Linked DNA regions of Mus musculus: all the other regions are linked to region 1. Evidence: chromatin contacts called from public Hi-C and promoter capture Hi-C data. All regions are on one chromosome and are shown on one strand. Each heading gives the region's core, a stretch centred on a gene start, on an enhancer-like site or on the middle of the called end of the contact. The rest is flanking DNA. Distances are from core to core; before and after follow the strand shown. Region 1 holds the start of Dnajb9 (DnaJ heat shock protein family (Hsp40) member B9). Region 2 holds the start of Scin (scinderin). Region 3 holds the start of Ifrd1 (interferon-related developmental regulator 1). Region 4 holds the start of Lsmem1 (leucine-rich single-pass membrane protein 1). Region 5 holds the start of Dock4 (dedicator of cytokinesis 4). Region 6 holds the start of Immp2l (IMP2 inner mitochondrial membrane peptidase-like (S. cerevisiae)). Region 7 holds the start of Arl4aos (ADP-ribosylation factor-like 4A, opposite strand).

What was found. Promoter capture Hi-C pulls out the DNA fragments that hold promoters and counts their contacts. Hi-C and Micro-C count contacts between places; a contact is called where the count stands out from the background.
Region 2: a promoter capture Hi-C map of pre-B cells shows a contact between it and region 1. The contact joins the promoter of Scin here to the promoter of Dnajb9 in region 1. A contact is called at or near these places in 2 of 39 promoter capture datasets (cranial neural crest and pre-B cells).
Region 3: a Hi-C map of hematopoietic stem and progenitor cells shows a contact between it and region 1, with 6 times the contacts expected there. The contact joins the promoter of Ifrd1 here to the promoter of Dnajb9 in region 1. A contact is called at or near these places in 7 of 39 promoter capture datasets (the C10 cell line, the HPC-7 cell line, cranial neural crest and 4 more), 15 of 484 Hi-C or Micro-C datasets (the C10 cell line, CD4 T cells, CD8 T cells and 10 more) and 1 of 115 datasets of contacts at active chromatin or transcription factors (regulatory T cell precursor).
Region 4: a promoter capture Hi-C map of pre-B cells shows a contact between it and region 1. The contact joins the promoter of Lsmem1 here to the promoter of Dnajb9 in region 1. A contact is called at or near these places in 5 of 39 promoter capture datasets (the C10 cell line, the HPC-7 cell line, cranial neural crest and 2 more) and 5 of 484 Hi-C or Micro-C datasets (the Ba/F3 cell line, CD8 T cells, erythroid progenitors and 2 more).
Region 5: a promoter capture Hi-C map of pre-B cells shows a contact between it and region 1. The contact joins the promoter of Dock4 here to the promoter of Dnajb9 in region 1. A contact is called at or near these places in 5 of 39 promoter capture datasets (cranial neural crest, frontonasal cranial neural crest, maxillary cranial neural crest and 2 more) and 4 of 484 Hi-C or Micro-C datasets (CD4 T cells, pre-B cells and regulatory T cells).
Region 6: a promoter capture Hi-C map of pre-B cells shows a contact between it and region 1. The contact joins the promoter of Immp2l here to the promoter of Dnajb9 in region 1. A contact is called at or near these places in 5 of 39 promoter capture datasets (the C10 cell line, cranial neural crest, frontonasal cranial neural crest and 2 more) and 7 of 484 Hi-C or Micro-C datasets (CD4 T cells, embryonic stem cells, erythroid progenitors and 3 more).
Region 7: a Hi-C map of effector CD8 T cells shows a contact between it and region 1, with 11 times the contacts expected there. The contact joins the promoter of Arl4aos here to the promoter of Dnajb9 in region 1. A contact is called at or near these places in 1 of 39 promoter capture datasets (pre-B cells) and 9 of 484 Hi-C or Micro-C datasets (CD4 T cells, CD8 T cells, cardiomyocytes and 3 more).

The regions. Positions count from the first base shown.
Region 1 is chr12:44,208,692-44,211,391 of GRCm38.p6, reverse strand. It overlaps Dnajb9 (DnaJ heat shock protein family (Hsp40) member B9), which reads left to right and starts at 1,324. Exons shown (of 3, transcript NM_013760.4): 1 at 1,324-1,452. Mir5627 (microRNA 5627) reads right to left here and starts at 1,079; the gene lies at 1,019-1,079.
Region 2 is chr12:40,132,870-40,135,569 of GRCm38.p6, reverse strand. Scin (scinderin) reads left to right here and starts at 1,342. Exons shown (of 16, transcript NM_001146196.1): 1 at 1,342-1,660. The coding sequence starts at 1,462.
Region 3 is chr12:40,221,834-40,224,533 of GRCm38.p6, reverse strand. Ifrd1 (interferon-related developmental regulator 1) reads left to right here and starts at 1,345. Exons shown (of 12, transcript NM_013562.2): 1 at 1,345-1,665. The coding sequence starts at 1,578. It overlaps Mir1938 (microRNA 1938), which reads left to right and starts at 1,723; the gene lies at 1,723-1,822. It overlaps Gm7008 (predicted gene 7008), which reads right to left and starts at 1,170. Exons shown (of 3, transcript NR_045157.1): 1 at 981-1,170.
Region 4 is chr12:40,198,009-40,200,708 of GRCm38.p6, reverse strand. Lsmem1 (leucine-rich single-pass membrane protein 1) reads left to right here and starts at 1,394. Exons shown (of 4, transcript NM_001033437.2): 1 at 1,394-1,502.
Region 5 is chr12:40,444,715-40,447,414 of GRCm38.p6, reverse strand. It overlaps Dock4 (dedicator of cytokinesis 4), which reads right to left and starts at 1,362. Exons shown (of 53, transcript NM_172803.2): 1 at 1,021-1,362. The coding sequence starts at 1,057. It overlaps Zfp277 (zinc finger protein 277), which reads left to right and starts at 1,625. Exons shown (of 12, transcript NM_178845.3): 1 at 1,625-1,749. The coding sequence starts at 1,656. Gm40406 (a long non-coding RNA gene) reads left to right here and starts at 1,756. Exons shown (of 2, transcript XR_872699.3): 1 at 1,756-2,700.
Region 6 is chr12:41,022,687-41,025,386 of GRCm38.p6, reverse strand. Immp2l (IMP2 inner mitochondrial membrane peptidase-like (S. cerevisiae)) reads right to left here and starts at 1,297. Exons shown (of 7, transcript NM_053122.4): 1 at 1,242-1,297; 2 at 754-826.
Region 7 is chr12:40,036,755-40,039,454 of GRCm38.p6, reverse strand. Arl4aos (ADP-ribosylation factor-like 4A, opposite strand) reads right to left here and starts at 1,378. Exons shown (of 3, transcript NR_166749.1): 1 at 950-1,378. Arl4a (ADP-ribosylation factor-like 4A) reads left to right here and starts at 1,468. Exons shown (of 2, transcript NM_001039515.1): 1 at 1,468-1,617; 2 at 2,622-2,700.

The DNA.
Region 1 (2,700 bases), core at 75-2,574:
AATAAAGTTTGAAGTAACAGAAAAGTCAGGCTAGCACTAGAATTATTTTTCATTACAAGAGGAAAAGAAATGGGATGTTTTAAATACATTGATTTTTCACATAAGTACATACTCCCTGTTAAGTCCTCCTTTATCTGTTTACCTGTACAGAAGAAAAATCAGAGGTGCCAAAGGATTAAACAAAGGGTCTTTCAGTTACAATGTAAGGGAACCAGGGTTGGAACTCAGCAAACCTGGCTTTGGAATTTGACAAACTTGCCTTGGCTTCTGAATAAAACTAAGTACTTACCTATTGTTTTTGAAATATGTCATGCTGTTGTTGAGATAATATCTATTATGCTCTCTTCCATAACTGAAGACATAATGGGACAAGTTATAATTCTAGTCTGGCAGTTTTCAAGGTTGCTTACATTCTTTTTGCCTCCTTTTTCGCAGGAGAAACAGGGTTTTTGAGCTTTGAGTTGGCTCAGTGGTTTAAGAGGGTTGTCTGTTCTTCCTAGAGTTCTTGAGTTCAATTCCCAGCAACCACATGGTGGCTCACACCCTCTTTCTGGCAAAGAGGTGTACACGAAGGTAGAGCACTCAAAATAAATTAACATTAAAACAAAAACAAGAAACAGGGTTGCACTGAGTGACCAACCTCACAGGAACCTCACCTTCCCACTTTCAGATGTACTTTCAACATACCTACTGTTGAAATGAGGTCAAGCTGAGGGAGGGAAAGAGCTGGAAAAGCCCGAGCCCCGTGCAAACTTTGCTGTGTTAAAGCAACACAGCGTGGTCTTGCCTACAAAGCAGTGTGCAATACAGTGGGCTCCCGCCTTTTGGGGAATTGAGGATTAAGAGACTAACATGACAGAGGCAGGCTTGGGCTCTAATGGCCTCTCAATGACACATCGCCTAAGGGTGAGACCTGAGTTTTCTGGTCACCTGGCCACTTATGAATAAAAGCTCTTTATTACGACCGCGCGAGCGATGACCGCTCAACAGCGAAGCTTTCTGCAGGCTGAAAAGGCCCACGAGGGGCGCCGGAGAGCCCTGTCCTCTAGGGCGGGGACGCAGGGCCCGGCGCACCCTCTAAAGCGCCTGCGCGCGATGCGCCCCAGGGAAGGATGAGGAAATCGTCGACTCACTTCCGCTTCCGCACACCTTGGCACCGCCCCTCGGAGGGTGGCGACGGAAGTGACGCAAGGACCAAACGGCAACAACAGTTTTCCACGTGCGCGTAGGGCGCCAAAGTCAGGTGGGCCGGCGGGAGCCAATGGGGAAGCGTTTCGTGTAGGTCGGCTCTATAAGCGGTCGCGCCAGCCACGGGCTCCCGCCAGTAGGGAACGGGCCGAGCTGGGAGGAGGCTACTCGGCGTTCGGAGGCGAGGTCGGAGCCTGTGCGGCCGGGGTCAGGGAACCGGAGCCGGGCCGCCGCGCTGTGGAGAAGCTGCGTCGGGGCGCACAGGTAAGGACCGGGGAGGGTGGCGCCGAGTCGGGTCCCGCTTTGTGTTCCGCCTTGGCCTTGGTGTCCTACCACCTATCAGCCGCGTTGGGAAGCCAAGCGACGCGACTGTACCCCGAGATGGCTGCGTCACAGCTCGTGCTTGCGGTGGGGTTGGGGGGTCGTCTTCCCCGAGGCCAGGCCGGCAGGTCGCGGAGCTCGCCGGCAGGGCCGGAGCATGGAGCTGACGCTCTGAGTGGAGTGGGCCGGGACGCCGGACCGGCCAGCCCTCCAGCGGGTTCGGGGAGGGCGATCCCATTGTTTGGGCAGAGTGGGTTTGATGGGGAAGCTAAAGCTCGGGCACTAAAAACATCTCCAGGGGCAGCTTGAAGCGGCGGGATCTCGTTTGTCACCGAGCCGCCTTGCTGTCAGTTGTGGACCAGCCCTTTGACTAGCGAACAACCGCAGCCTCTGGCGACCATCATCGGACATGCTCCGCTTACATTAACTTTAAAAAAAAAAATCTACTTTTTTTTTTAAGTCAGGGTAGATCTGGCTGCCCTGGAGCTCACTATGGAGACCAGGCTGATTTTGAACTCAAAGTGATCCCCGCCTGCCCCTGCCTTCTGAGTGCTGCGATTAAAGGCGTGGGGCACAACGCCAGGCTTTCTGCTTGAGTTCTTTAGAGAGTTTGTACTTGGTACGCGTGACTATGACTAAGTCTCGGGAAAAAAGTAATCTACCTGCTAATTATGCTTAGGATAGGCCACAGGAGAGGTTGGCTGGCAGTTTCCACAAACCATAGTGCCTTTTTCATCAGCCCTGTTATGTCATCATAGGTCATTAAGGACTTCTGTGGTACAGCATTCAAAAAAGCAAAGAAATACACTTCATCTCGAATCATTATGTGTTACCAATAGTTCTTAGGTAAAACTTTGTTTTAAAGAGAAACATTTTACTTGCTGAGAAATCTGGGAAGCCCAGTAATAACCCAACTTATCCAAAGTATAAACTTTTCTTCCTCTGGTAGCTCAGCTTTCAAAGAAGTATAAGTTTTACTAATTGTGAGCCTTAAGCAGATGTTATTTACCGATATTTCTGAAGTATTTGGGAAGTTAAATTTATGCAAACAGACTATTTTAACCACTTTAAGATCAAATAGATTTTACAGATTTGAGAAAAATCTTTCCTTCCCCACCTTTGCCTTTCTTCCTGCGGTTCTAGCCAAACACAGAAAAGACAGATTTCTTTTTCAGTAATTGGTTTATATTC
Region 2 (2,700 bases), core at 93-2,592, 4.1 Mb after region 1:
TGTGTGAAATGTAAAGGAATTTCTATTGTCATTTTGTTTTGTTTTGGCTTGGTTTTGGTCTTGAAAAAGAATGTCACAATGTAGCACTGGCCAGCCTAGAGCCCTCAAAGTACGTCCTTCCTCAGCGGGGATTACAGGCGAGCACACTGCACTGTTGAACAGATTTTATGCCACTAAATTTTTAAACACTTCAAGCATTGCTTATTTTAAAAAGGTCACTAAAGAGAGCATCTAAGTGTGCCTTTACTATTAATGGCTTGCTAGGGAGTTCTGCAATTTGGGGACCAAGTGGAACAACTCTCTAATGTTTCTAATGTGCAGTTTCTGATTTGCGTTTTCAATAACAGAACTCCTTACCACATCAGTTTCTGAATGCAATGAAGTGAATGCAAATCGTTCTTTAGTGAGCAAAACAAAGAAATATGAGTGAACCAATGAGAAGTGAGTGCCTTAAAATCAGATAATTAAAAATGCAGGTCAGGGGGCTGGTGAGATGGCTCAGTGGGTAAGAGCACCCGACTGCTCTTCCGAAGGTCTGGAGTTCAAATCCCAGCAACCACATGGTGGCTCACAACCATCCGTAACGAGATCTGGCGCCCTCTTCTGGAGTGTCTGAAGACAGCTACAGTGTACTTAGATATAATAAATAAATAAATCTTTAAAAAAAAAAAATGCAGGTCAGTTTAAAATCACAGTCATGGACAGCCCAGTACAGAGCGTCCCTGGAGGGCGGCTGATGTGTTTTTGCAGAGATTTTCTTGGCTAAGGCAGGCAGGTGGCACCTTACCACAGTTCCCAGGCGCCAGGGGACTTGCCGATCTCTGACGCTAGTAGCCAGAGAATTTGTCTGATTTTTATCTTTTCTAGAAAACCTGACGTACCTTTGTACATGGAGTTTCCAAACTTATCTAAAGAGAAACCTTGTGGCCACCAGGAGTGGGAGGCTGTTAGGGAAGCCAACTATGCTCGACTTTTAGAGGACCGCGCATGGGAAAGTGATACAGCCAGTTACTCCGACGTGCTGTGGTCCTCAAAGCCAGACGTGTTTTGCGAGTGGATGATTCTAGTTCTTAATGCTCTTTCTCCTCACCCTGGCATCAGAGGGTGAACACCAGCAGGGAAGGAACTGGGGTGACAGGGACCAGTGTGGACCCGCCCGAGTTGATCCGAGCAAAATCTATCTGTTGCAACGTAAAATAACAATTATAATATTTATTTACATTTTTTTTTTTTTTGGAGGGAGGCATTTACTAGAGTTTTGGTTAACTTGGTCCAAACTGGGATTCAGGTTCCCGCCCGGGTTCGGGCGTGGCTGTTGGCTTCCCTTCCAGCCCCGCCTCCGCTTCTGGCGAGCCGCTTTAAAGCCGGGAGAGCAGGTTCGCGGTCACCGGTCATCGGGCTCTTCCTTGGGCTCAGGGCACGGATCAAGTCCTCGGCTCGCTCGGCCAGCATCGCGGCACCATGGCGCAGGAGCTGCAGCACCCCGAGTTCGCGCGCGCAGGCCAGCAGGCTGGGCTGCAGGTGTGGAGGGTCGAGAAGCTGGAACTGGTACCGGTGCCCCAGGGTGCCTATGGTGACTTTTACGTCGGAGACGCCTACCTGGTGCTGCACACCACCAAGTCCAGCAGGGGCTTCTCCTACCGCCTGCATTTCTGGCTGGGTAAGCAGTGAGCAGCACAGGGCAGCGGTGGGCCCAAGGTCTGTACACCATCCTGTCACCTGGGCGGGCTAGGTGACACACAGCCAGCACCCTCTCCTAACCCCAGGTCAGCTCCTGGCGAGCTGTAAACTCCGGAGATGCGAGTCATCCAGGACTCATCAGTCTTGACCAAACCACTTCTTGGAGGGTCATACTCATTCCTCCGGGGTTTTCCACTTTAACTCAAACCCCAGTGCGTTCCTGGGCGACTGCCTGCCTGTGAGAAACCCGGGTGCTGGCCAAATACTGAGCACCCTCCGGCAAGTTCAGTCCTGGTTTTTCAGGCAGGGTGGGGATGAAATCAAACTTGTTTGTGGATATCTGCCTCAGCTTGGAGCGAAAACTCCCGCTCCCAGCAGCAAACTTTTATTTATTTGTATTTGTTGCCTTGGGGCTCCGGCTTAGATTTCCCTGCTATCGGTGACTACTTACGTACGTAGCTCCAAAACCAAGATTATCCTCGCACAACAGGGCTTGCCTGTTTGGGAAAAGATACGGCAATCATTTTTTTTTTCCAATTGCTCTATCTGGCTGGTGTATTTGTTTAGATAGGCTGCTTTGTTTCAAATTATTCATTTATTATTCATCTGTTTTAAGAAGGACACAGTGTGGACCAGAACCAGCTTCTTCAGCGGTCGTAATTATTTTGAGCTGCCTTGGTGCCAGGCTTTCAGGAGGACACTGGCCCTGTGTTCCACTTTCTCCACCTTCTACTTTTACCCGTAAACATCGTGAATGTTGAACCTTTCTCTGTGAGGTCTTGCGCCAGTCGGCACTCCCAGTCTGACAACGTGCGCTTTATCTGAGCCTCCTTTTCAAGCTAGCGTCTCTCCTATACCAGTGTTTCTTTCAGTATATTTATTCTTGAGCTCAGGAGGGAAAACACTCAAAACCACAGACTTTGAATGCTGCCATTGCATTTTAATATTTAACATCTGAAAAATTTAAGAAAGAAGTGAAAACATTTAGACGTGATTTCCCAAGCCTTAGCAGACACCGGG
Region 3 (2,700 bases), core at 96-2,595, 4.0 Mb after region 1:
AGGGCATTCATGAACAATGAAGTCAAAGTAACAAAAAGAGCCCTGTACTGGAAACGAAGACCAGTTGAGTTCAGGAGAAGAACAAGATATCTAGAAAGCAGTGAGAGAGGCTAGGTTAGGAGGACTGGCAGTCTGTGAGGTTCTGGAACAACTATAAACATAGGTGGATTAGTCAAACAAGACACTTGAGTAAATAATCAGCCTTCCTGGGCATGAAACATTGAAATGGGTGACCTGGTATGAACTGAAGCTATGTATGGCTAGAGATCAAGATACAGCCCTGAGTTTCATTTTAAAATCAATTGCTGGGGGGGGGGCACTATGAACAAACTGAATAAATTACGGTGAATAAATTACAGAATATGGGGGAAGATAATATATTAACTATTAAGAATATGGCAGTAAAGAAAAGGAGAGAAAAATTTAAGTTGGCTTAAGGTACAAGAGGGACATTAAGACGGAGAAAGACTTACTATCATCACTTGAAATAGAATGAAGCCGAGGTGAGAGGTGGAGTGCAGAGTGAGTCACTTGCACGAGTCAGTGAGTTTGTTCTGTCATATGGACAGTATAGGAACCTACTAGCAGCTCCTGAAAACAGGACTGGGTGTTGCGACACGGAAAACAGATCAACGGGAGCACCTTGAGAAAATAAACCCCTTTGCGACTGTTGATATAACTCATGTATGTTTTGCCAGCTGCGAACTTCTCATAAACTCTTATCCCAAACTGACCTCCAAACTGGCAGGTGGAATCAAGGTCACATCTTTGTAAGAAAATCTGAGACTGAATCATCAGTCTCGTTATTTGAGATATTAGTCTAGAATATGAGGTCCACGAACAATACAAGTTGAAGTAGCTGAAAGCATACTTTTTTTGGAGGGTGGGGAGCCCACGTCCCTAAACCCACAGGAGGGTATGGTTGTGCTTGGACAGGGGCCTCATATTAGCAGGGGAAAGGTTGTTACACGTGATCTTACAAGCTGACGTTCATCAAGCTGCATAACTGCCGCATGGCTCATCGCGGTGACTACCCGGGTGAATTCCAGGGCGGACGCCTCGTTGGGACGAGGTCACGACGCAATCGGACTGGGAGGAGCCCGGAGAAGGCCGCGCCCTCTCGCTAACTACATCTCCCAAAGCTCCACGCGGCCCTAAGGCATAGCAGCCCAGGCACCGAGGGCAGACTGAGGCTCTGGGAATGGGAGTCCGAATGCAGGCACCGCCCCAGTGGACGCCGCGGTGGGGAGATCTGCAGCGATTGGCCAGCGAGCGATGGAGGCCCGCCCACGCATGGTGACGACAAGCCGCCGTCTGGCTACTTAAGGCGTCGTGGTCTGGCCACCCCGCCTTCGCTCCCGCGCTAGAGAGAAACATGTATCGTTTCCGCTCGCAGCTCTTCACGGGGATTTCTGCTGCTGCTGCTGCCGCTTCTCACCCGCGCCGCTCCTCGCCTCTCTTGTTAGCCCGAGACTCGCCTCTCAGCCGCCCGCCGCACAGACGCACGAGTAGACAGTGCAGCTCCATCGGCTGATCCTCGCTGAGCTCCAAGTGTAGGCGGCACCGGGCGGCCCACGATGCCGAAGAACAAGAAGCGGAACGCTCCCCACCGCGGTGGCGGGGGTGGCGGCGGCTCCGGGGCAGCGACGTCGGCGGCCACGGCAGGTGAGGGGTGTCCCCACGCCCGGGAGCCGGCTGGCCGGCCGAACGGGAGACCCCGGCCTGGGGCGCGGTGGGACTTGTAGTTCGGTCTTCGCTTCGGACGCCCAAGTCTGCATAGCGCGTGGTACGGCTGAACTGCAGTTCCCATCATGCCCTGGGACTCGCGCTTCTTGAGCTGGCACGCGGGAGCAGTGCTGGAGCTCCGGCCCTGGGGGCGGGGAGAACTGGGACCTTGGGCCGGAGGGAGAGTCAGAATAAGGGTGACCAGGACTTGGCGTTCTTCCTAGACGTCGCTGCCTGCTGTCCGGTTCTTTATCGAGCTAGAGATGGGGCGGAGCGCCGGTGGCTTGCCGCTGTTGCGCTGCCTGTGGCGCTCCCTCCAACATGGAGTTCTCGGGAGTGTCAAACGTCCAGCGGGCTTGGACCGGCTTTTGCGTCACGAGGCCTGAGCTTTGCGTGATGGGGCCAGGGTGACGCAGAGGCACGAGTGGCTTCCATCCCGCTGTTTTCCTGCGCGTCTCGCAGGTCCTCTAAGGCGGGGTAGAGGCGTCGGAAGCCATGGCCACCGCCCCACCCTTAGCGTGGCTTCCACTCCTAACCCGGTACCTGCAGAAACCGGGAGCCCCCGCAGCCCTTGTGCTGCCAGCCTAGCGACCGCGTTCTCCTTTGTGCTGCATTCTATAGGTTCCATGCAGTGATAAGAGGTGGTGAGAAGCCGAGGTTGCAATTGGCTGGAAAGTTAGGGATAAGTTTTTTTTTTTTTTCCTTCCATGCTAAGACAAAGCTTTTTCTGGATGGTTAATTGCTGAACTGAATGTACGATTCTCTTAACATATGGTTGAGAAGAAAAAAAAATGATTGCAGCCGAAGGTCCCTTCTACAAGACTGCACACAAGACATAAGTCGAGTAGTATTGAAATGGGTAGTCATCTCACTAAGTAATTGTTAAGATTATGGAGTTGAATATTGGAATGCCCCCAGTCGTTCCACACCAAGATAATAGCCATTAGGTATTTGTTGACCTAGCTACTACTCTTT
Region 4 (2,700 bases), core at 145-2,644, 4.0 Mb after region 1:
ATGGACACATGCATGGGGTTGTCTCATCGCTGCCACTTTACCCTCCCTGGCAGTGGAGGCTGTTTCCCATCTCTGGAGGACTAGTACTTGAGGTTATAATGTTAGAAGAAGGGGAAAACAGCCATCAAAACTGAAGCAAGTACTTCTGAGATGATAGGGGATTTGGGACAGATTGGGTAGTTAGAAGAGTTTTGGTTTTTGACCTGCATGACTAGATGATGGGAACATCTTCATTTTTTCTGAGCTTAGTTTTAATACAGGTGACAGCACTTAATGATAAAGGTATCAAGTGCATGGTCTTCTTGGTTCTCAAGCTATGGGAAGACCAAAAAATGTGAGATTCCTGTTCTCTGACAGTATAATAATGTCCCTAAAGAACCGTGTAAGAGAAGCTGGAACACACAGAGCTATAGAATGAGCGGGCACTTGTGAGCGAAGGCAGATCTTAAACAACTGCAAGTCTGTTTTCATCCAAACTGTGTGTGATCTGGCACCCGGAGCTTGCAGGCCCCAGCTCTCACTGTAGTACCTATTGTGTACACCAGAGGGCAGAAACTGCCTGCCACTTGTGGAAAGGAAACAAGGCTGCTATTTCCAAAAGGCAGGTGCGCTTCTGAAGCCCATTTTGGATGGAATGCTGAAGTGTGCAATCTTTGCACCCACAGACACTTTTTGTAAAGCTAATTGAAAGCCCAGGAGTCCCCGGACCTGCTGCTATAGTTTAGATCTCTGAAGTCTCCTTAAAGAAAAGTGTAGAAGGCTTGCATGGTCACCAGCCTGGAACCGCTGGAGAATGGTGGATCTTTAGGTGTGAGGCTTGGTTGAAGACAAGTCTTTGGCCCTTTCCTCTCAAGCCTCTTCTTTCAGCTGTACCTGTTACCATGTTTTCTATTTCTGCAAGCCTAGATCAGAGGTCTGAAACGGGGGGCGGGGGGGGGGGCTAGTATAAAGCTGACTTATTTTGGATACAGGGATGGAAATCTAACACATCAGCCACTCCGCTAGTTGTGTTATCACAGCTATCCTCCCTGTTTACTGAGGTCTCTGCACACCAGATGTCCCAGTGGCAGCTCCTGCCTGCTGCAGGGTATTTATACACAGGAGCACAGCACAGCAGAAGCGCTAGCTAGGAAATGTGCTGTCAGACGATACAGCCACTTCCACTGAGTAAGGACTTTCAACTTGAGCTTCATATGAACCACATCAGTTACCAACTGAATCCAGGCTTGCCGGTCTGTTGTTTTAAAGCAAAGCTTCACCAATTCGTATCTTAAACTCGGACATGAGAGCGGAAGCCACTGCAGGGAATCTTGTTATCGCTTGGCTACATTTACACTAAATATAGACCACCAATTATGTGCTGGGTTTACGGGCCTCAGGGGAGCACTTGTGAGCAGCAGGAAGATTAAGAGCGAACTACAGAACTGGTAGAAAGTTTGGCTGTAGTTGTTCCTGAGTAGTTGTCTTTTCTAGGAAACCGAGCATTGGAGGCTCACGTCTTTGTAAGTAATTTGCATGCTATTTCTTACTGAGACCGAATGATGATTTTTGAGTCCTTGGGGTTTTGATTGCATGTATTCTGTGCTTTTCGACTGCTCATAGAAAAGATGTAGACTTGATTTTTAAAATTACCTCCTGACTTGGAGGCATGAACTCAGGAATGCCGTTCATACGTGGCCGTGGCTCACTCAAGGAAGCATCGTATTAAGCTTTGAGTTCAGCCTTCATTGGTAAACAATTCTGAGTTCGTAGCATACAATATGGTTTTCTGCTTTGATACCAATACCTGCAGGGAGAATGTACAATGAGTTTTTTTTTTTCAGAGACAATTTTTATTTGTTGAAGTGTCCTACTGGTAGAGAATCAAGCAATTATTAGATGATGAAAGGCTCAGCTGTTAGCAGTGATCAAGAACACGGGAAAATGAAACTACTTACGTGTCTGAGTTCCAGGATCAGAAAAGAATCTGCCCAGTGGAGCTCGGCAGGAAGGCCAAGTTAGTGCGACACGGAATAGGTAGTGACACTCTGCAGCGGCCTCGGTGGTTGTTTCTGAATGCCCTCATTTCAGCTTCCAAAGATAGCAAGGGCTGGTGTTGACAGCTGTGGGTTCTGGTTTTCAAGGTGTGTCCTTGTATCCGTTTACTGGCAGAGTCCCTCAGAAGCCACCTGCAGGCCCTTGGAGCCCATGAATCACACTGCCTTTTTTTCCTCTACTAGCTTGTCTTTCATTTTAACATGTCGCAACACTGAAAAGGCTTATTGAAAAAACATCTACCAACATTGTGAGCTCGCTGTAAAGATGTCTCCTTCTAGAGGACTCCATTATTTACTTGGTCTATTTTAGATTTAGAAAAAAAATCTTGAACAAATTTTATGACAGATTTTATTCTAAATTATGTGTGTGGGCGGGGCATGTTTATGCCACAACACTTACTTGGAGGTCAGAGGACAAGTTGCAGGAGTTGGTTCCCATCGAACAAAGGTGAAGGAGATTGAGTTCTGGCTACCAGGCTTAGTGCCATGTCTCCGTAGCTTAGCTATCTTGGCATCGCCTTCTTAGTCTGTGGCAAGCAAAGTTTAGTAACTGGACTATTACTTTAAAAGTAGGACCTTTTAGCAGTGACTTTTGTAGCTAGTCTTCCTCTCCTCCTCCTCCTCCTCCTCCTCCTCCTCCTCCTCCTCTTCTTCTCCTCCTCCT
Region 5 (2,700 bases), core at 113-2,612, 3.8 Mb after region 1:
CATTTGGCCAATTCGGGCTTGTCAGTGAGCCTGGCTTCTTAATAGTCTCAACCCTAAAAGGAGTGACTGTCAAAGGGGGAGGGGGGTACCCAGCTGAAATCAAACAACAAAAACGGGAACTGTAATCCTACCGACAAGGGAGGAGGGAAGGGAAGGGAGCCTCCTGTATTCATCAGTCAACATTAATGGTCTTTGTTGTTCACCTTTGCACAGAACAGTGAATGCTATCCTGTTCCTTTTTCTCTCAAATCAGTGCCAGGGTAGTCCTCTCCTAAAGCTGCCTGCCAGCCTCTAAGAGCCAGGCTTTCTGACCCTCCTCTCCCTCGTCACTTTCCAGCCGGCCTCTATGACCCCCACTGCGCTCATTCCCTGGTAGAGAAGGTGGCCAGAAGTAAAAACCCTGCCAAAATCTCGGTTCCCCTCCAAGGACCAAAGAGCGCAGGAGCACAGATGTTGAAATTTACCAACCCCCCTGCTCGCAACACACACCCCAAACACCCGGGAGGCGAGGGAGGAAGGAGGCTACGTCCCGACTCCGTCTGTCACAGGGGCTACACTCTGCACTCTGGGAATGCCGACCCCAGCCGCAGGGACTTCGCGCCTCCCTACTGTTTGGGAGTATTCTAGCAGCCGGTTCCTGGTCTCCCTCATCACCCCGGGAAATCTTAGCAGCCCACTGCCAGCTCTCTGCCGCTGTGGGCCAGCAGGGGTAGAAGGGAGAGAAACCCTGTTGGCTTCCCCTTCCAACTTGACACGCAACACGCCCCGCGGCCGCTCCAAACTCCGCCAGCCAGCAGAGACCGGAGCGGCAGTCCGGACGTTCTGGGATCGGGTTCGAGGAGCGCCGAGTGCACGGTGAGGAGCGAGCCCCCCAGTGCTCGCCCCTCAGCCGGAGGCCGGTGCGGCCAAGCCCGGGACCCGCTGTGCAATGCCAAGACCTGGCATTTGCAGCCTGGAGCGGAGCGAGCTGCGTGGGGGCAAGGACCAGAGCGTGGTAAAAGTTCGCCCGCGAGCACTCACCCACGCCGTATTTCTCGTGCTCCGTAGGTATCCACATGGCTATGAAGGGCGTTGAGGGGCTCCGGGCTGTGCAATCCCCGCGCCCCTCCAGTGGCTCACAACAATGCACCGCTCCCGAAGAGCAGCTGTGTCGCTGGAGCACAGCGGATCGCGCGGGCTGCGGCGCTGGGCAGGGTCTGCTCCCGGGGCTCCGGAGCCGGCACTGACACTACACCGCCGAGGCGGAGCCGCCCGCCGCTCTGCCGGCCGCGGCTGCTCACAGCCCTGCGACGCGCTCCCGGGGACCCGGCGGCGCAGTCATTGTTCTGATTCACTGAACTAAGCGAACACGCCGGGGCACTCGCGGGCGCACCCCCGCCCGTCAGCGCCCGTCCAGCGCTGCCTACCCACTGCCTCGCGGCATGCTGGAAGTTGTAGTTCTTACGCTCCCGGCTCCGGAAGGAGGCGGGACTACAGCGGTTGGGGGCGGGGCACCTAGTTAGGCTCGCCACAATCGATTGGTCCAAAATGTGACGGCACAGCATAGGCGTGTAGGAACTCCCTCAGTGAGGCGGCATGCGACCCCAGGCGCGTTTTTATTGGTGTATCACCGCTCCGCCCCGCCTACGGCCCGCCCCTTTCTACTGTGCCAGGTAATGGCTGCTAGTGAGGTCCAGGGGCTTCCTGTGGACCCCCGGGAGGCTGGGGTCCGCGGGGTCCGCGGCGGAATCGGACACACAGATCATGAAGGTGAGTGTGCTGTCCCTTAGGCGCGGGTGATCTGTCTTCCTTCTTCTGTGCCCGAGGTGCAGCTGGCAGCCGCTCAAACCTTTGAAGCTGGTCGGCTGGGAGACCACCTTGGTGCCAGGGAAAAAGCCGCGGGCGGGACCCAGAGATATGGGTTGGGCAGACGGAGGTTGCCAGGCTGAAGCTGTTTTGGGGTGGGAGCAGAAAATGTGAAGAGCTGCCTTCCCGGCCTCTGAGAAAGCTCCTTTGCTGTCTTCCGGTTTGGAATTCTGTGCTTTGCACTTGCCGCCAAGTGGGTGTGGGTCAGGTCTGGGTTGCACACGTGTGACTGTAAAGCTGTGATTAGCCGCTATTTCCTGACTTGTAGCCCTCGCTCTCCCCGGTTTGCTGAATTTGGCTCTGGGAAGGTGTTTTATGTAGTTTGGGACCGGTTTCCAAGTTGGAGACTAGTCACGTCACGGCTCTCTAATACTTATTTGCTGGTTGCAGGTTGTAGTCCTCTTCAAAAGGAAAGGATGTGTGTGTCTCAGGTATCATTTGGCCCTGTAGCCTGGGAGATGTTACATTCTAAGAGAAAGAGAAAAGAGAATTAAATTCACTCCAGCCCTCACAGAATATTTAAAATAGGGTTTTAAAATTCATCACAGCTACTTTGTATCAACCTGACTTTGCTGCTTTCTTCAGTTCCACTGTAGAGACCAAAAGTCAAACTTTCATCATAGACTACCTTTTCTTTTGGTCGCGCTCCACTCCCCACCCATTTTGTTTAAGTGTTAATTTTGGGGGTTAATTTGGGTTCTCAGTCCTTGTTGATGTTTTTTCCATTTAACCTTCACAGCTTTTTATCTCAGTAGCAGGGAAATAAAAGTGCAATTTCTTCCCACTTTCCATGAGTGAGATTCCTATCAATGGGTTTGCCATATATCCCGTACTTATGTTTTTCCAGATCACCAA
Region 6 (2,700 bases), core at 48-2,547, 3.2 Mb after region 1:
ACTGAGGGTAAGTCTAGCTTTCTCTCGGGGGTAAACAAGCCTGTGGCTTGCTGTTCTTGCTTATAGCTAACCTGTGTTTTAAGTAAAAGTTGGCGGAGATGAATGTAAAACTGGAGGGTTTCGAACCTGAAAGGAACTGTGTTTCCTATCACCAGACAGAGACTAGGAGAAGGGCAAGTCTTAGGGAGGAACCAATGAAGAGAGATGATAACTTGAAATCAGTCAACTTCCCAGGACTTCAGCTTTTCAGAAAAGCACCTCAATGCCTGAGATAGGACCTCCCCCAATTCCTCTGTAATTCTGAAAGACCTGAGAACTAGAAGTATATGAAATTGCCTGTATGTGGCCCCATGTGCGTTCCCCCACTGTTGAGATTTTAAAATGTAAGGTCCCCGGAGGGATAACTGCCAAGCAGAGCCAAGATTACCTAGGGCCCTACTGTGTCAGGAACTACTGAATGCTACCTAGGAAGACAGGGGACCTGAGAGGAACTATAGCATCAATGTGCCAGGTTAAAGAGGGTCTGAAAGGAAATGAGTTTTCTCTCAGGTGTCTAAAACGCTGCTAAACTTCCAGTCGGCTCTACGGGCTTCTGGAACCTGAAGAAAGGCTTGATCTTGGGACAAGTGACCTTTGAAGGTGGGTTATCCAGTTCCTGATAAAAAGTGGAATTTGGACCCAAGTTGCCTAGGGTAGTTTCCCCACTCGAAAAAGAGTCCTGGCACCTTCCGCCCCTGAGCAATACTTACTTACCCTTTCTCCCGCTCTTCCTCGGTGAGAAGGGGTAAGTGGTAATATTGTACCCTCGCCCAATTTGGCCAAAATCCTAAAAGTAAAAATGACAGAGACAGGTCCTTTAAAATCCCGTGGCTCCAGCCTGAGCAGCTCCCACAAGCTGCTCACCACCCCAGGAGCAGCGCTCCCTCCCGGCCGCTCTGTGGGTCCCCCAGGGCGGGGAGAAGAGGTCGGCTACCCGCCCGGATCGGGGTTCGGGTTCCCTAACTGAGGGAGACAAGAGGACGAACTGAGGGGACAGCCGCGCGGCCTCACTGGAACACGCGCACGCACGCATGCTCGCTACCATCGCGCGGATAGCGGCCGAGCGGCTCCCCACCTCCCAGCAACGCCCACTCGACGGAGGAGAAGCCGGAGATAAGAGACCCTGCCGGGGACACAGAGGGTCTGCTTAAGCCCACCCGCGTGCCAAGCCGCCCGGACCCGCCGCCCCATTCCCCGCGCACCCGCTGCGCAGCTCAACCCAGGGGAAGTCCCCGCGGCACGCTCCGCCCTCCGCCGCGGCACGCCCCGCCCTCCGCCGCCGCTCGCCCCGCCCTTTGCCGCCGCTCGCCCAGACCCGACCCCCAGCTGGGCGGCAGCCGGAGACTCCGCCTACTACTACGGAAGTCCCGCCCCCGAAACGCGGCTCAAGGTGGATCCGCAGCCAGAATTGGGTTTACGTCAGATCAGGGGGCGGTACTGACCGTCTAGAGGTTCCAAGTGTTAGAAGCCTTAGGTCTAAGCCCTAGGTCGAAGCCTGGCATGGCTAAGAGGGCAAGGAAAAGCAGCAAGTTATCAGAAGCTATCTTCAGCTTCTTCCCTTAGACCAGGAACCCAGACTGGACTTCTTGTGTTGTTCTGTGGTTTTGTTATTGTTTTGTTTGCACATGGGTAACTTCGGGTTTGCTTCCTCTAGCAAGCCAAAAGAAAAAAATCCAGAACTTTTTTTTTTTTTTTTTTTTTTTTTGCTTCAGAGAAACTAGGGTTGTTTTTTTTAATATACTTAAGCTTTTGCTCGTTAATTGTAAAAAATCTTAACTGTGTAATTACAACCTAGAAAAACACTGTAACTAACAGAATATAGACAACAAAATTAATTTGCTTTTTCTAGCCCTCCTCAGTTGTATCTTTATCTTTTCTTGCTTTACCCTTTTAGATAATGCTGAACTATCATTCTCAAGTTTACATAGCGCATAATGTTCTGACACTCAGCATTCAAAATTAACTCTAAAGATGGGAGAGTGTAAGAGACTTAAATGGAGCCGAGCAGTGGTTGCACGTACCTTTAGTCATCACAGCACTGCTAAGGCAGAGGCAGGTGAAGCCAGCCTGCTAGCCTGATCTACAGAGCTAGTTCCAGGACAGCCAGGCCTACACAGAGTAAACCTCTCTCAAAAAAAAAGGGGCGGGGGGGGGGGAGAAGGGGGAAGACTTTAATGGGTTGATAGGCTGATAGTTAATAATTACAAAAGTCTGCCAAAGAAACATGATTGCTCTCCTGTATAGGATGTAGGTACAGTTATTCTTATCTAAAATATTTACTGCGAGGTAAGTTTGATTCTACCAGTGCTTTATCTTGGAGGCCGCCCCTGATGACAGAGCCTATTTACAAATTGGATTGGGCCCTAACAGTAAAGAGACTCCAAATTAAATAGATGTTTGTTCCAGTGAAGAACCAACAGTATGGGATGGCATGAACATACATAAACATCAAAGTTTCTAGAATCCATACAACCTAATCTAGGCCTAGAATATTTTCAGCATCCAAGATTTACTGCAGAATAAACTCACTATTTCTGGTTCTTTCTGAGCGATGGCTGGATGATTCAACTCAGCTGTTCTGGCTCAATTCTTCTCAATGGAAAATGATTCAGTCTGGTTTATCTTGGCTTTTCCTGAATGAATTACTCTACTTGGCCTCAT
Region 7 (2,700 bases), core at 129-2,628, 4.2 Mb after region 1:
AGTTCAGATTACATTCAATAACTTTATAGAATATGCCATTTGAGATTTTTCTTCCTAAATTAATGATGCTGTCTTAAAGCTAGGCACTGTGCTTATTATTCCTTAGATTTTTATATCAGCTATTAAAAACAATGGAAATAAGGTGAGCAGTGGTGAGGGTGGTGCATGCCTTTAATCCCAGCACTTGGGAGGCAGAGGCAGGCAAATTTCTGAGTTTGATTCCAGCCTGGTCCAGGGCTACATAGAGAAACCCTATCTTGAAAACCAAAACCAAAAATCAAACAAACAAAACCAAAAACCAAACCAAAACAAAACAAAAAACCCCAAACCCAAACAAACAAGCCCCGAAAACCAAAACAACAAAACAACAGAAAAACTAAACCACAAAGAAACAAAAACAACAGAAAGAAGCCCAATCCTTTCTACTATTCATAAAATAAATACTACTGGCTATGGTAATTTTAAGATCAGGAAATTTCTTAGGAAAGTTACAATCTATCTATCTATCTATCTATCTATCTATCTATCTATCTATCTATCTATGTATCTATTGAGTCACGGTTTACTACGTAGCCTTGGCTGGCCTGCAACTCTCTATGTAGACCAGGCTGGCCCTGAAGCATCCAGATCTGCCTGCCTCTGCCTCTCAAGTGCTTGGCCAGAATCTAGTTTAAAATACACTTTTAAATTGCACTATTATTATAGCCTTCCAGATAAAAATTTCTTGTAGGTTCTACCAAGCTTTAAAATGCCCTTTGTTTGTTTTTCTAAACATCTTTAAAAGATTGCTGGTCACGTTTTATAATTGGTTCATGACCAATTTGGTTCATTCTGTTTTTACAAAGACTGGAATATTCACAAAAACGACAGTTTGCCTCCTAAGGCCAAACATAGTGGTACACAATTACACTATGGAGCCCAATGTGCTTTACCACTAGTCATAAGTTACCAGCTGCAGCTTCATCACCCGTTCTTCTTGGGCTACTGGAAATATTTAGCGTTTCCAAAGTGCGTTTCTTCCTCCTTAATAGGGGCATTGGTTCCTGTTCCAACTTGTGGGGCGTAGACTCACTTAGGAGGTAGCGCTTGGCTTACAAAAGGTAGGCTACCATCCTAGCCAGCACATGCTAGGGAGGGCGGCAGCGCAGACTCCCCCAGGCTGCCTTGTGACGTGACGTAAGGGACCCACCCGGCCAGTGTCCTCCAACATCAAGGACCCTGAATCAACACCGCGGTCGCCCAGAGGCCGCCCTAGGGTGACAGGAAGAGGGGCGGTACCGGCGACGCCCTCCCGCACCCAGCCTGGGGCGGCAGAAAGACCGAGAACCCGCGGCCGAAGCCCCGCCCGTCTGCGCCGGCGGCGGGCGCCGAAAGGGTTGGAACGTGACCTTGTTTGGGCGTTGCTAGGAGACGCGGCCAGCACGCGCGCGCGCGACCCCCGCGGGCAGGCGCGGCGCGAGGGGCGGAGCCGCGGCCCGGAGCGAGGCTGGCGAGCACCGTTAGCCCGGCTGGCGCGCGGCGTCGGCCCGGCCGCCGTCAGGCCTCGCCGCTGCCCGGGGACAGACTCCCCGGCGGCTGACAGCCGCGGAGGCGGGACGACGGAGGACCGTCAGCCAGGTGAGTGGCGCGGGGTCATGTTGGAGAAGAGGCCTGCGGCGGGGCGGAGGCAGTATTGCCGGAGGCGTTCGGTGTGTAGAGGGGCTGGCGCGGCCCAGCGAGCCTGGGCGCACGGCGAGCTGAGGCGCGGTGGGCCGCTCCCGCCGCGTAGGGCCGCGTCACCGTGGCCCATGCTGCAGGTGCGCGAGGCGGCCGAGCGACCGGACCTGCAGCAGGGGCTCGGCGTCCTTTGCGATGCCTGCTCGTTTCCCACTCAGGGCAACAGGTGGTGCCGGAGGGCCGAGAGCGAGCCCTGGCGCTGCCGCCCTGGGAGTGGCAGGCACCCTTGCCAATTAGGGCGCCGGGGCGGGAGTGGCAGGGCGGCCCTGACGCGCTGACCAATGGGATCGCGGGGCCTGGGTGGGCCGTGAGGGTGGGCGTGGCCAGAGGCCGAGTCTGGGCTTCCCTGTGGGGCGTCCGCCAGAGCGGCGCGGAGGTCTCGGTTGAGAGGAGCTGTGGCGTGTTCCTCGCGGGGAGAGAGAGAGAGACACATCAGCCAATGTCCCTCCATTGGAATCCCGACTCCAGCCCGGGAGGTGAGAGCTTTGGTAGCGGGGACGGAGCCAGGAAAGTGAGCCTGGGTGCCGGGTGAGACGTGCCTGGTTAGATCTCCCAGATAGGGCTGCTTTTTTTGAGTTTTCTGCTAAGAAAAGGCACTTTAGTGGTGGATACGGTGACCGGCACCAGATAGTGGCGCCTGGGTTGTCTTCAGAATGAGCTTTTGAGGTTCGGGGATCGTAGAGAATAGAGAAAAGTACACGTTACTGCAGTTAGAGTGGATCGAAGAAAGCCTTTGGGTGACAGTTAGGCATCGTTTGTTTTGGATTGAATACATCTACTACCTCATCTGGTGTGTTTACTCACAGCAAGTTTTATTAAGTCCCTCATGTGCTTATTTTTGGCGAAAGTAGAGAAACCCCATTTTTAATGTGCTCACAGTAATAACTTACTCATTTCCTCCCCAGCAATCGCGTAGCCCGATCACCCAGGAAGAGAAATTGTAAGCAGATAAGAAGAACGCGTTCAGTTTGAGACACCATTTGC